Linked DNA regions of Macaca mulatta: region 1 is linked to region 2. A link is a contact called in public Hi-C data. All regions are on one chromosome and are shown on one strand. Each heading gives the region's core, a stretch centred on a gene start, on an enhancer-like site or on the middle of the called end of the contact. The rest is flanking DNA. Distances are from core to core; before and after follow the strand shown.

Region 1 (2,700 bases), core at 184-2,683, 63 kb after region 2:
CATTTGTGTAGATGGGACCTAAATAAGAGTGTTTCTCTTAATGTAAAACCAAATCTTATGCCACCATTAATGCTGAATTCCTGCAAACGTAAAAATGCTTCTATCTCACAAAACTTGACCTGACAGGCTCAGTGTAAATCATCTAACTCATGAAACAGAAACATGGGAAGTTAGTGTACATGTTGAAAGGACACTTTTCTAATACTGATATCCATTATGTACTTTACATCTGACACGTGGAAAAATAACTTTTCTCTAACAAGTTCCGCTGAATGGAGAGCAAACGTTTAATGATGTGATGGTAGTTTTAAAATTCACATAGAAGATGTAGACACTTGGTATTGTGAAAACATTAACACTTGACAAACTATTAACTTTCCTCACTTTAGAGAAGATGCTTAACATTTCTGACTCTCTCCTCCCACCTCAGCCTCACGAGTATCTGGGACTACAGGCGTGTGATACCATGCCCAATTTTTTTTTTTTAATTTTTTGTAGAGACGGGGTTTCACCATGTTGCCCAGGCTGGTTTCGAACTCCTAGGCTCAAGCGATTCGCTCGCCTTGGACTCCCAAAATGCTGGGATCACAGGCCTCACACACCGCGCCAGGCCCTCCGTTGTTTCTTCCAGCGCTAATTTCTTTGAATTATCAATTTCACCATTTAGATGCAGAGACTCCTATTTTAAAATAAAAAGGCTAACAACTAATCACTAGAGTGTTTTAAGCTCAAACATTTAAAAAAACAGTCGGGCCTAAAACTAGTGCAAAACACAGATAAATTATTTTCCACCATGTCTGCTGTGTGTCCTTACTCCTTTAAAGGGGGAGGGACTGTCTGAGCAGAAGAAGGGAGTGGTTAAGTCCTGTCAGGTGAATAGAAACCCAGAGCTGGAAAACACCGATCTTCAATTTTACAGGTAGGGAAACCATCGGCCCAGAGAGGGAGAGTAACCAGCCTCGGGTCACACAGCCAGAATTAGCTGGGCGTCTTCCAAACACGCCACGCTGCCCTGGGATCACCAACTGCTTAAAGGGTCCTGACAACGCAGACCAGGGCCCCACCACTCCTCGTCTCTGTGGCCCCCAACAGCGGGGAGCCGGCAGCTCCTCTCGGGAGGCCCCGGGCAGCCACAGGGAGTGGGGCCCAGGTCGAGACCTACTCGGTGGCCCGCACGAAGCTGCACGTGTCTGCCCGGCACACGTAGAAGCTCTTTCCTTTATTCGGGCCATCGCGGACGCCGGTCTTAAGAAAGCAGAAAGTCCCTGAAGAGAGAAGAAAGTGAACGATTACGCCACGCTAAATTAACAGGCCCCAGGGGACGCTGAGACCCTGGCCCCTTACCGTGCTCCGGACACCTAACTACTTCCATCTCGCTGGGTCTCCCAAGTTCCACAAGGCCCCGCCCCAAATTCTGCTTCCGCCTTTTACTCCGCCCTCTTTGTTCAGGAACCAACCATCACTCAGCTCTTGCAGTCTTAATCCCGCCCACAATTCTCCGCCCTTGGCCTTCTTCCATCCTACCCGCCATCAGCCAATCATATAGGAACTTCGCTAACCTCCAACCAATCACAGCCGCCCTCAGGTATGGCGCGCGCCGAAATCAAATACTAAGCGAGCGGACGTGGAGGACCCGGCATTTGCTGGCTGGGGCGTGGCTGAGGCTGGGGAGAAACTTAGAAGGCGGCGGGGTTTCCGGAGGAAAGGAATCATGGATTTGCAGGTCTTGGAAGAGGGAAGGGCAGCTCTTGTTTACGTTTAAAACCGAGAGGCGGCCCTAGGGGTAACGCCAGTTAGCAGGCGCTGAAAGGCCCTGGCTTCGCGGGCGTCTCTGAGCCAGGCTGGCGCTCGTGCGCGCTGGGCTCCTCGCTCAGTCGCTGGCGGGGAGGCCGGGGGAAGCCGCAGCTGCAGGCGGAGCCGCGAGATTTGCGGTGCAGGAGCCGGAGCGGCCGGGGTGGTGGGAAGTCCCTGGAAGCTGCTGCGGGGAACTGAAAAGGCTCTCATAGGCAGGCACAAAGACTTCTCTAGGACCCCCGTCCCCCTAACAATGCTTTAAGTTTGCCTCGTGCTTTAGATTTCACAAAGTGCTTACACATACACGGCTCTCCTCACTCAGCCTGATGAGATGGGTAGCATTTTATGGAAGATCCGGAGACTCAAATTTGAGAGACTCACCCAAGGTCAAAGAGTTGGCCAGTGGGCTGGTCCGTGGACAGGTGCGCGGGTCTCAGCGCCATTTGGCCCGCGCAGCTGCTACCTGTGTGTACTGGATGTTCTTTAGGCTCGCCCAGAGTGGAAGCCCCGAGTTACCAGCCTCAACGTGGAAACTACGGAAGGGGAAATAGATGACTTTTGGTGAAGGCGAATTTTGCTTTATTATTTTGTACTGTCAAACTTTTTTTTACTAATATTCTTTTGTAATTTTGAAAGTGGAAGATGAGGTTAAATAGAAGAAAGGGGACAGTTCCCTTCTATTTAGCTTCATCCTCGATTTTTAAAATTTGAAGTTGTAATCAAAACTATTAGTAAACAAAAAGAGAGGAATAGATACCAGATTTATTGCAATAGAAATAGTTTCATATTGCAGCTATTGAGGACCATATGTCCCAGACATATGGTGTGGCACCTGCACTGTTCTTATGGGGGCCGTAGAACAGAAAATCTGTAATGTCTAGGAAATCTCGGCGATGTGATAAACGT
Region 2 (2,700 bases), core at 150-2,649:
AGGCATCAGTGAAACAGCCGCCCACTGGGTCCAAATTAAGTAGGGAAGGTCATGAACAAAGAAAGCAGTGAGGGCCCAGTAGACAGGCTGACGCGACTGGAGATAAGAACAGGTGGAGGGGAAGGGAGCAGCTGTTTCCATTTTTGGAATTTTGGAGAATCAGGAGACGCCCGGTAAGGCCAGAGAAAGGGGCCGTGTAATTATAAAGTTAAAGGGGTCGGACGTGTTCATCTTCCAAATTAGTTTTGAGCCCACAAAGGGCTTGTCCCTCACTGCCACCGTCCATTGTCCCATTGTGACCAGGTAGGAGCCCTCCGTGATTGACTGATAAAAACAGCGGGTCCATCTCGCTCAGCTCGTTTCTGTTACACAGAAATGTGGAATCCTGGGTGACATTCAACTCCTTAGGTCATCTGCATTCTCCCCGGACGGAGAAACAAAGCCTTCCCGAGCCCAACAAGGAGGATGGCGCTGCCCAGGCCGGTCGAAGTAAGCCCTCCATTCCAGACCTCGGCTCCACGGTCTCCCAAACCGGTTCCTGGAACGCGAGCCTGAGATGCCCTCACCCCCGGAAAATACCCAAAGCCAGGGAGCCGCGGAAGTGCTTGTACCCAGCACGCTAGGCGTGATGGACCTGTGAGTTACAATAAGCGCCGGAGGACAGAAGGGAGCCTCGCAGCCTTACACCGGCGTGGAGCAGGAACGTCTGGCGCCCCCGAGCGGCCAAGACCTCAGGAGCCAGAAAAACGTCTCCCACTCTCAGCACGGGGCCAACTGACAGTGCCATCCACCAATGGGAGAGCCCAGTCTGCGTTCGTGGGACCAGTCCGAGGCCACAAAGAGGGCCGTCCCGGCAGCAAATCAGCGTGGCTTTTAAAGAGGCCCTGATGCCTCTCTGGTCACCACAGAGATAGAGGGACAGTCCCTGTGAAACGGTGACGCCGACTACACTATGCCGCTTGTTCCCAGCCTTCGCCTTTTCCTCCCGCCGCACTCCAAGCCCTTCGGCCGCCCCGCCCACGACCTTGTCAGGTCCCGCCCCCCGCGTGAGTGGACTGGCGAAGATGTGGAATTACCAAAACTTATTGGATGCTTAGTGGCGTCACTCTGGAGGGCGGCGGGGCCCGGAGCGGCGAGGGCCGCCCCTCTCGGACGGTGATTGGACTCGCCGGAGTAGACCGGGTTGGGATTGGTGTGAGGAGGGGCGAGAGCCCGCGGGCGTCCTGGGTCGAGGCGAGGGGGAGGCGGTGGTCACCGAGAAGCCGGCAGGGGCTTGCAAGTCCCTCGTCCGGCGCGCGCCCTTCGCAGAGGGAAGGAGCAGGAGGGCCCCTACCTCATCGTGCGCGGGCGGGGTCGGCGCTTGTCGCGTGTGGGGCGCAGTGGGGCGGGCGGCGGGAGGGGGGGTGGCCGTGGAGGGAGCGAGAGATGCAGGAGTGACTTTGTTGGCAGCAGGACTAGCTGTAGAGCTAGACCTGGAAGCGCATCCGGGGAGACTTACGGGGCAGAGGAGGGCGTGGGCGTGTCTGGTATGGGATGCAGTGGAAAGGAGGGGGCCCTCCTGATTAGGTCTGTGGGTGGTTCTTTTGAGGAAGCCTGGTCTTCCCGTCTGCCCTTTTATTTGTCAGCGAGGGAGTCCCCATGGTCTCTGTTCAAGTTCTGGAAGCTTTCTCTTTGGGTGGGCTTAATCATCTCCTACTACATCGTAGAACTGCCCAGGGCCCTTTCTGATACTGGCCACAAACGTGGGGAGTATGTCAGAAAACAGAAAGCCGCTGCTGGGCATTGTAAGCAAACTCCCTAATGGGACTGCACTTGGAAACTCAGGCAAGACTCACTGCCCCTTGTGCTTGGGGCTTTTCAAAGCCCCCAGGCTCTTGCCTTGTTTGCATACAGTTTGCACCACGTGTCTGGAGCAGCTGGAGCCCTTCTCAGTAGTGGACATCCGAGGGGGAGACTCTGACACAAGCTCTGAGGGGTCAATATTCCAGGAACTCAAGCCACGAAGTCTGCAGTCGCAGATCGGCATCCTCTGTCCGGTATGTGATGCTCAGGTGGACCTGCCCATGGGTGGAGTGAAGGCTTTAACCATAGACCACCTGGCCGTGAATGATGTGATGCTGGAGAGCCTGCGTGGGGAAGGCCAGGGCCTGGTGTGTGACCTGTGCAACGACAGGGAAGTAGAGAAGAGGTGTCAGACCTGCAAAGCCAACCTCTGCCACTTCTGCTGCCAGGCTCATAGGTAAAGATGGGGCATTGCACCCGGTGTAGCTTAAGAGCAGATTACAAAGGTGTCAAGACAGAAATCCCTTGGTGAGCAGATGAAAAGGAAGGCCTCAAATACTGTGGAAGGTCAAAGAGCAATATAACGATGCAGTAGCAAATACTCTAGTACAACAGTTAACCCGGTCAGCCTAATATAGTACCTGTAGCAATAGCAATGGAGGTTTTCATAATCCCTTTCAATTTACAAAGTGCAGCTACAGTTTCCTTCAATCATCAATCATTCATGTAGTGAATAATTGTACTGGGTGCTGGAGAAATAGGAGAATGAATATAATAGCATAGATCCTGCTCTTTATCTCCTTTGATCTTGCAACTCTTGCAGAAAAGCAGGCCCTGTTTTCACCCCCATTTATTAACTGGGGAAACAAGGTCAGCAATATTTGATTTGCCAAGGTCCTACAGTTGGTGAGTGTGTAA

The links. Hi-C and Micro-C count contacts between places; a contact is called where the count stands out from the background.
Region 1: a Hi-C map of liver shows a contact between it and region 2, with 2.4 times the contacts expected there. The contact joins the promoter of TTF2 here to the promoter of TRIM45 in region 2. A contact is called at or near these places in 6 of 14 Hi-C or Micro-C datasets (CD4 T cells, blood, cortical neurons and 3 more).

The regions. Positions count from the first base shown.
Region 1 is chr1:123,223,186-123,225,885 of T2T-MMU8v2.0, forward strand. TTF2 (transcription termination factor 2) reads right to left here and starts at 1,434. Exons shown (of 24, transcript XM_077950316.1): 1 at 1,345-1,434; 2 at 1,163-1,265. The coding sequence starts at 1,372.
Region 2 is chr1:123,160,189-123,162,888 of T2T-MMU8v2.0, forward strand. It overlaps TRIM45 (tripartite motif containing 45), which reads left to right and starts at 1,400. Exons shown (of 6, transcript NM_001266726.2): 1 at 1,400-2,239. The coding sequence starts at 1,752.